Linked DNA regions of Zea mays: region 1 is linked to region 2. A link is a contact called in public Hi-C data. All regions are on one chromosome and are shown on one strand. Each heading gives the region's core, a stretch centred on a gene start, on an enhancer-like site or on the middle of the called end of the contact. The rest is flanking DNA. Distances are from core to core; before and after follow the strand shown. Region 1 holds the start of LOC100274417. Region 2 overlaps LOC541971 (DNA methyl transferase 106).

Region 1 (4,474 bases), core at 1,622-4,121, 570 kb after region 2:
AGCACCTTCAGCTTTGTCTTCAGACATCTTTCGAAGCCTTTGTTTTCTTGGCCTGAAAGATGGATCCACATTGAGTGAATGTTCAATGACATCTCTGTTGACACCACGGAGATCATTGGCTGACCAAGCAAAGACATCTTTGTTGTTGAATAAAAATCTTAGCAAAATCTTCTCTTGCTCTTCAGACAACTGAGACCCCAGCAGTACCCTTTGTTCTGCTATGTCTTCGCATAGGAGCATAGACTTCGGCTAATCCGCCAAAATAGCTTCTCTCTTTTGTATTTATACTACTGACAGGCTTCGGCTTCATCTATATTATGAATTGCCTTTGAATCTGTCCAGTTTCCTTCGGCTCTTCTGGCAGCTTCTTGTCTCCCATGGACAACAATGGGCCCTTGTTCCGAAGATATCTTCATGCATAAATATGCTGGATGAAGTATTGCTTCGAAGGCATTGAGTGTCCCTCGAATGCATTATAGGGGTACTCCATGTCAACAATGTCAAAGACAACATGTTCAGTCCTTGTGTTGTGGACGAAACTGAAGGTCACTGGCATTGTGATTTTGCCGAGTGCTACAATCTGCCTCCCTCCAAAGCCACAAAGGGGCGTGTAGCATCATGAATCTTGTCTTCTGGCTCTTGCATCTATCTGAAGGCCTTAGCAAATATGATATCCGCTGCACTGGCTGTATCGACTAGAACATTATGGACCAGAAATCCCTTGATGACACAAGATATGACCATAGCATCATTGTGAGAGTAATCTTTGAGCTGAAGGTCCTCCTGAGAGAAGGTGATTGGGATGTGGGACCATTTTGACTTGATGAAGGGTCCCTACACCCCAACATGTTGCACCCTTCTCTGCGCTTACTTCTTCTGCTTCTTGTTAGCCGGCTCTGAACTTGAGCCGCCTGTTATCGGGAGCACCAGCTTCGTAGCCGAAGGTGCTACGACTTGGTTGTTGAACGAAGCCATCAGCTCAAGAGTGGAAGTGAGTTCACCGGAGGTGGGAGCCAATGTTGGGGACTTGTTCTCAAATGCTTCATCATCACAGTATACGTTGATGAAAGACGAAGCATATGAAACATGAGAAATAACATGAATAATCATATGACATTATTAATAGATCTTTATTATATCATTATAGATGAATAAGAATAGTATTGAATTATATTTGTACCTTCGGCTCGACAGAAGGCAAAAGGTTCAAGCGTGACGCACAAGCGAGTACAGGCCAGCGTGAACAGTACGAGGGTACTGTTCACCTATTTATAGGCACAGGACGCAGCCCGGTCAAAATTACATTTATGTCCTCGACAACTAGTTACAATCATGACACAAATTATCATGGACCGATTGGTCTTTTCCTCTTTAACTCGGTACAGCCCTTCGTCTCAAGGCATGTCGCTATGCCGAAGCTCCCTAGATGGTAGCTTCGGCGTGTACCTTTGCGCTTGTACTTGCTTATGTGCTGATCTTCCGAAGGTGTTTCTTCTTAAAGGACCTTCGGCGACGAAGCAGTCCCCCAGCAGAGGGTCTTGTTTAACAGAGGTCCCTTCGACATAGTTCCCATGACCCGGACGTGGTTTGGTGATGGTCTGTGTTGTTGTGCTGACGTTGCTCAGTGTTACTGGGTTAGCCCCCTTTCCCCTGTGGGTCTGCTTGCTAGAGGGTTGGTCGGCAATTCCGTTTCGCCGAGTTTCTCAACTGGCGGATGGTCAGCAATTCTGCCTCGCCATGTTGCTCGGCAAGCAGGTTGGTCGACAACTCCGCCTCACCGACTTGCTCGGCAGGCGGGTTGGTTGGCAATTCCGCCTCGCTGATTTGCTCGGTGGATAGGTTAGTCGGTCGGCCTTTTGGGCCACCTCGCCGATTCGCTCGGCAGACGGGTTGATCGGTTAGTGGGCCGTCTTTGGGAGGTCTTCTTCGGGCACCATGTTTCTAGGTACGTGACATGTAGCTATAAATTAATTATAGAAAATCATTATGTAAAGCTATAACAATAACTTTATACTAAAATACAACGTCATTAAAACTTGTAATATTCGCTCTCACATGGAGTCAAACACGTCGTTAAATCCTCAAATATTCTCTCACGAGAGTCAAAACTCTAATGTAAAATGCTACTAAGGATCTATTTAAATACACTAGAGCTAATAGTTAGCTGCTAAAATTAGCTGAGACATCTAAACACCCTAACTAATAGTTCATCTATTAGCTATTTTTAGTTGTAGACATCTAAACACATTTAGCTATTAGTCCAACTAACTATTAGCTGCCCCTCAATTATCCATTAGTTTATTAGCTAGTTTAACTCAACTAATTGTTAGCCAACAAATTTCACTTATGTTTTTAGCCAACTAACTATTAGGTCTAGTGCTTTCAAATAGGGACTAAGGCTCTTTAACCAGTAGACTAGAGATATTTTCCATCTAGTGAAAATATGTCATTGTGAGAGTAAGACCCCGTTTGAATGCAGTAGAGTTAATAGTTAGGTGACAAAAAGTTGCTACTAGTTGACTAATAAATATTTTCTATTTTAGCCGAGTTGAACCAACTAATAACTAATAGGTAGTTGAGGGTGTAGCTAATAGTTAGACAAACTATTAGATAGGAGCGTTTAAATATCTCCAACAAAAATCAGCTAATAGCTAAATTATTAGTTGGGTTCTTTTGATGTTTGTAGCTAATTTTAGCAATCAACTTAACTCTAGCGCATTCAAATAAACAGGGCCGGCATTTGTTTCTTTTTCTTGGGCCCGCGCAACCATTTGTGGCATCAGGGCCTCAAATCCACGGCCCAAACCGAATAGCATCATCTTCTCGACATTCGTGGCCCCTTATGCATTCGAACGCGCTTCACCTGAGCGCCATGTGTTCGATAAAATGCTGCTTCCTCCTCCGGCGCCTTCGCCGCCCCCGCATCCACTGTTTCTCCACGGCGGGGGCGAGCACTACACTCCCGCGGAAGAATTATGCGGGGGATCCTCTTTGCGGAGCGGGGCCGCCTCCCGCGCCGGGCACCGGGGACGCGGCGAGAGCCCACGAGGCGGCCGTCAGGCGGCTGGCGGCGGCGGGCGACGTGGATGGCGTGCAGCTGGCGCTGCAGGAGATGCGGCTGAGGGGAGTCCCGTGCACCGAGGGTGCCCTCGTCGCCGCCGTCGGCGCCTTCGCTCGCGCGGGGGCGCCCGACCGCGCGCTCAAGACGTTCTACCGCGCCGTGCACGACCTTGGCTGCGCGCGCCCCACCGAGCCGCGGCTCTACAACCACCTCATCGACGCGCTGCTGCGGGAGAACATGGTGGGTGCCGTCGTGCTGGTGTACGACAACATGAGGAAAGACGGTGTGCATCCTAACGTGTTCACCTACAACCTGCTTGTCAGGGCGCTGTGCCAGAACAACCGGGTCGGGGCCGCGCGCAAAATGCTCGACGAAATGGCCAGGAAGGGGTGTCCCCCGGACGACGTGACGTATGCCACCATTGTCTCAGTGCTGTGCAAGCTTGACAGGCTGGACGAGGCCACAGAGGTGTTGGCTGCCATGCCGCCTGTGGCTGCCTCCTACAATGCCATCGTTCTAGCTCTCTGCAGAGAGTTCAGGATGCAGGAGGTGTTCTCAGTTGTCAGCGACATGGTGGGGAGGGGATTGCAGCCTAATGTCATCACGTACACAACTATAGTCGATGCGTTCTGCAAGGCTGGGGAGCTGAGGATGGCGTGTGCCATTCTGGCAAGGATGGTGATCACCGGGTGCACTCCAAATGTTGTGACATTCACTGCATTAGTCAGAGGACTATTCGATGATGGAAGGGTGCATGACGCACTAGACATGTGGAGGTGGATGGTGGCTGAAGGATGGGCACCGTCGACGGTTTCGTACAACATTCTGATTCGTGGACTTTGCAGCGTTGGTGATCTCAAGGGAGCATCATCGATACTCAACAGCATGGAGCAACACGGCTGCTTTCCTAATGTGAGGACCTACTCCACTCTAATTGATGGTTTCTCCAAAGCCGGGGACCTAGGTGGTGCCATATCAATATGGAATGACATGTCAAGATCTGGTTGCAAGCCAAACGTTGTTGTTTACACAAACATGGTGGATGTGTTTTGCAAGAAGCTGATGTTTAATCAGGCAAAAAGTCTTATTGATAAGATGCTATTGGAAAACTGTCCTCCCAACACAGTGACATTCAACACGTTGATTAGAAGCCTATGCGACTGCAGAAGAGTTGGGAGGGCTCTTGGTGTGTTCCACGAGATGAGAAGGCATGGATGCGTGCCAAATGGTAGGACCTATAACGAGTTGATCCATGGTCTGTTTAGGGAGGGAAACTGTGGAGACGCTCTTCACATGGTGACCGAGATGCAAAGTCATGGTATTGAGTTGAGCTTAGTAACATACAACACTGTAGTAAGTGGTCTATGTCAAACGAGAATGAGCAGAGAAGCTATGGTTTTTGTTGGGAAGATG
Region 2 (4,781 bases), core at 339-2,838:
AGTATTGATATAAATTGCTCATCATATTTTGTTAGCCTATCAAAGCTAGGAAATTTATATCTCTTGTTGTTTTGATTAAATTTCTCTAGTGTCTTTGTTTTTAGTTAAAATCGTCTATTCACCATGCCCTCTAGCCGGTGTCCTAGGTCCTATAGGGTCGCGCCCAGGGCGGCCATCACAGTGGTGAGGCCAGCTGTCTGCACGGCGGCTAGAGGGTCGGCCGCGCCTAGTGAGGCGGGCATAGAGGGGGCCGCGCTCAGGGGAATGACGACGTGGGCGGTGGCCAGGAAGGGGGTCGCGGGCAGGGAGGCGGCGTCCGCGGGCAGAGCCGTGGCGGCGCTCGCACCCGGACTGGTGGCAGCGTTAGCACCGGTGTGGGGGAGGTGCGCCATGGGAGCAGGGTGGCCGGCGCCGGGGAGAAGCCGGCGGCTGGGTAGGTTGGCGGCTCGGAGGGAGGGAGAGAAAGAGGCAGTCGCCGACTGGGAGGGAGGGAGAGAAAAATGAGTTTGGTTCTGGTACCATATTGAAACCCCTAACCCTAGAATAGGGTGGGGATATGTATTAATAGACTTGGTGTTAGGCCTGGCCCATTACAGAGGGGCGAGAGGGTAAAATACATAGGGAAGATTCCCAAACCCTAATACAATTCTAACACTATCAAACAACATGCTAGCAGACCTTCACAGCTCTCAACACACGAAACAAATTCAGGTTATAATTTGGAAAGCAATCGAAGGTAAACAAACATGAGGCAACCAAGACGGTAACCTAGGATTACCTTCATATCTTGCATGAAATGCGTTTGGGTTGAATGAGATCTATTTGTCCAAAACAAAAAAGGAACAGAAAACTTAATCATAAATTTGTTTTGAGAAATGCCAAGTAGAAATCAACTATAATACCCTAAAGTCATATTTTAGGTAATTTAGGATGTTTACCACAAGATTAAAATACTTATGTTGTGAATCAAGGGATTAAATGAAAAGAGCCTCTAGGGAGTTAAATTATTCCTTTCATGGAAACCTATACATTGAAATACTTTTTGAAGAGGTATACAAAAGTGTGGCCTAATAGGGACTTCATGGTCATTTATAAAAAGGTAATAGACATCTAATTTGCAATGAAGTTAATACTTATTTTATTTAATAAAAGGAACCCTAATTATTAAATTGTGTGTTGCATTTTTATCAAGTTTATACGATTTGGGGCATTTACTTAAAAGAGTTGAATAATGATAGTAAAATAAAATATATATACTTTGCATCATGCTATATCTTTGGTTGTGCATTCAAATATGTGAATCTCAAAACTAGATTTGAACTTAAAAAGAAATTAAGACAAAAGAAAAGAATTTATGCCTGTTCTGGGCCATCTCTCCACCCCACGGCCCATCTCACCCGTGCAACCGGCTACCTCACCCCATCCCATCTTGCGCAGTCCAGCTTCACATCCAGACATTTGTCGGGCCACTTCTCTGCCCCGTTTCTTTTCCCCACAAGAATGATGTGTGGGCCCCACCGGTCAGTCTGACCTCACATAGCGCATACATCGGTACTGAGTGCCTCTCCCACCGTCGGGTGGGCCACGCTCGCCAGAGACTCGCCCGCGCGCATGCTCTGTCTCGGGCACTGGCTGGTGGGACCCCTACTCAGATGTCACCTACCTAGCGATAAGGCAGAAGTCGTAACCAAACAGAGAGACCGTAGCCGCCGGGATTGGTCACTCGCTCGATCCGATTCCACCCGTATCAGACTCTCCCCATACCTTATAAAACTTACGATCCGTGACCCCATATCAGGCTGCGTCGACAACTCGAAGCCACCATCATCACCCGGGCGTGAAGTGCATGCCAAGGGAGATTTTTGTGCCGCCGTCATGGTCCCACAATTCCATGGCTGTCCTATGCACGTGGCGTGGTCGGGGATGAACGCTAGTTCATGTGCAAACCTTCTGCGGTGTCATCGGGTGGATAGGGCTACCATCGCCGACTCAATTGCTCGCTGGAGACAAGGCTCCGCCGCAGATCCGCCCCCACCGTGGGCGGGTATTTTTCACAGCCTAATTCCTCCGTATGGCGCCACTACTAGCTTCGATGTTTTCTACTCCTTGCAGAGCGCTAAACCACGTGGGAGATTGCACAGGGGGTCGCCCATTATGCCTTCACCGGCGAACCATGGCCGTGATGGGTGGGCGGCGCCGCCTTGGGTTGTCTGGGAGTGAAGACGGGGTATGTGTCGTTGGTTCCTAGATAGACGACCATGATTAGGTGTTAGGTCTCGATGGGGTGGGATTGATCGGAGCCCTTGGATCATGATCGCGGGACTCGGAAAAGATCAGGCTTCATAAAATCCGTGTCGTTCATTTAAGATCCGAGCATCCCGAGCACATACCGGTTTACTTGGATGAACGGTCTAATCTGAGCCATTGATCTAAATCTGAGCGGCTCATATTAACCTGTACCCCCTTCGGCGCGGCTGTTTTGTAAAAGAGCCCTAAGAGTTTGTAGATTTCAACCCCCCATCCTTTGTCGTGTTAAATAACTGAGTATAGGCCCCTAGAATTTACAAATTGATCCCTGGATCTAGTAAAATTAGTATAAAGTGATCCTAAATCTTATTTATTGCATATCTTGCTCATTTTAACTCTGATTTGATCTGTTCAAGTTGCGTTAGATTCGTAATAAAATTGTCTATGCAGTAAAACATTATTCATAACACATCATGTACTTTTATATTTAACCTATGTTTATTTTACTACCTCTTCTTATTAAGGTTAATATGTCCATAATTATAATTTAACTAGAATATGATCTCAAATCAAGTTGTAACTTAGAATAAGGTTCAATTAAGTTATTTTTTGGTAATATCTTTACCACATGATTTATAATATATTTTTTATTATTTAATCACCTAAATCTTTGGAAAATCATATCTTTCTAAATGTAGCTCCGATTTTTGTGGTTCTCGAACCCACGATCTCGTAGCAACACGTAGAATATCCTTACGCTGGTTGTTCTCATGTTTGGTGTACTATTATTTTTATGCATTCCTTGTTTATTTGTATGTATTGCTTCGAGTAGCAGCGAGGCCACGAGGAACCCGAAGACCAATTTAGTGAAGTACTTGGGATCACAAGTCAAAGACAAGTTGTACGCTTGATCACTCTTCTTTACCTAATAATGTTCCTGTTAATCACTGTGACATGCTCATGTTAATTTGATGGGACCCAATAGGTTTCACTAGTTTTATTTACGCCACACCTTGCAGACACATGAACTATTAGGTAGACTTGCTATTGCTCTACCTGGTTTTGGGATTAATGTTATACTGAATTATGATCATGTTCCAATTTTGTTGTTAATTTAATTATTGTTTATGATATGATTATTGTGTTAATTGGAACATGGAGAACCACCCGAGAAAACAGTGCTACCACAAGAGTGATATGAGACGCCCTTGGCTGACTAATTAGGAAAGCTAGTGGAGGACTACCTTACTCGAAAGGGGCAAGGACGGTAGAGGAGCTGCCGATATAGGGAAGTTCTCGGGTCGATCATTCTGCGATGGCTTTTTGGACGATGGATTCTTATATCGCCCTTCTCAGAAACCGTAGTGGGTTTTCTGAAGCTATTAGAACTTTGTAAAGGCCTCGTAGTGCTACTTTGCCTCGTCTCCTCAGTAGAGATGTATGGGATTCATGACCGTGGCAATGAATAACACGACTTGTGGGTAAAGATGTGCAACCTCTACAGAGTGGCAAACTGGTATATCAACTGTTCTCACAGTCATGAGTGGCTCGGACCCTCACATCAGTAATTTATGGAACTAAACTTAATTTGTCATATGCATTGCATTACGGGTTTTATTATTAATATTGATCTCTTATTTATTTGGGTTGGTATCTACTTATACCTAATAACTGCTAATAAAATTTTAACTAAATTTAAAAGCAATGCTCAGCTTTAACCATCTTCTTTTATAAGACATATTTCACATGAGCCATACCGTAAGTAAGCTTGTGCACATTATTCACCACAAATTGTTGAGCAATGAACATACGTGAGCTCACTCTTGCTGTACTCACCTCCTCCAGGTAAAAACAAGTACCACAAGATGGAGTATGAAGGATGCCGCATGAGTTTGTGAGAGGTCTAGACTGTCGTCTCCCAGTTAACTATTGTTGTTGTATCGTTGTCTTCATATGATGTAATTATTTAACTATTTTATACAAAACTTTTATTATATAGTAAAGATGTGATATTCATTTTTATACCATAAGTCATCATATGTGTGAGACTTGATCTTAGCACACATTTCATTCGCACCTAGATTTACCTTTAAATCTAGGTGTGACATCAACTGAGATGGTTCGAGTTGCAATGATCCACAGAAATCAACTAAAATTTTGGGTAGAAGCAAACAGGCAGCAATGAAAGATTTTAACCCACAACTTTGAAAGGAGTAACGCAGAATGATTATCAAACATTAGAAGTGACCAACAAACACAAACCAAAATAAAGGATAAGTCAATTGCTTGCAATAATCAAGTCCCAAGACTTGTAAAGTTTACTTGTAGCATCCTACATTTACGGATCAGATGATTCTATATCCTCCTACAGGCTAGTTTTATGAAGACGTGCGATCTTCATTAAAGATGGACTCTTCAACTGAGTCCAACTGCAGTCCTTACCCTTTTGACAACACGGTTATACTCATAGAAGCGGTTCGAATCCATGCCCATTGTCGTATTTACTGTAGTACCACCTTTGCAAGAAGTATAAT

What was found. A called contact is a pair of places that touch in the nucleus more often than the background predicts.
Region 1: a Hi-C map of tassel shows a contact between it and region 2, with 2.4 times the contacts expected there. The contact joins the promoter of LOC100274417 here to the enhancer-like site in region 2. A contact is called at or near these places in 3 of 25 Hi-C or Micro-C datasets (ear, leaf and tassel).

Annotation. Positions count from the first base shown.
Region 1 is chr8:134,096,450-134,100,923 of Zm-B73-REFERENCE-NAM-5.0, forward strand. LOC100274417 reads left to right here and starts at 2,872. Exons shown (of 1, transcript NM_001360590.1): 1 at 2,872-4,474. The coding sequence starts at 2,873.
Region 2 is chr8:133,523,808-133,528,588 of Zm-B73-REFERENCE-NAM-5.0, forward strand. It overlaps LOC541971 (DNA methyl transferase 106), which reads right to left. Exons shown (of 11, transcript NM_001111624.1): 11 at 4,663-4,781. The coding sequence ends at 4,663. Among protein-coding and RNA genes, the nearest start is that of LOC100217208, 19 kb to the left of the region's middle. Within about 2 kb of position 1,589, at least 19 of the 20 cell types and tissues checked have an H3K27ac peak or open chromatin away from gene starts, as enhancers often do. A contact at or near this core is called in ear, leaf and tassel, where this site is marked.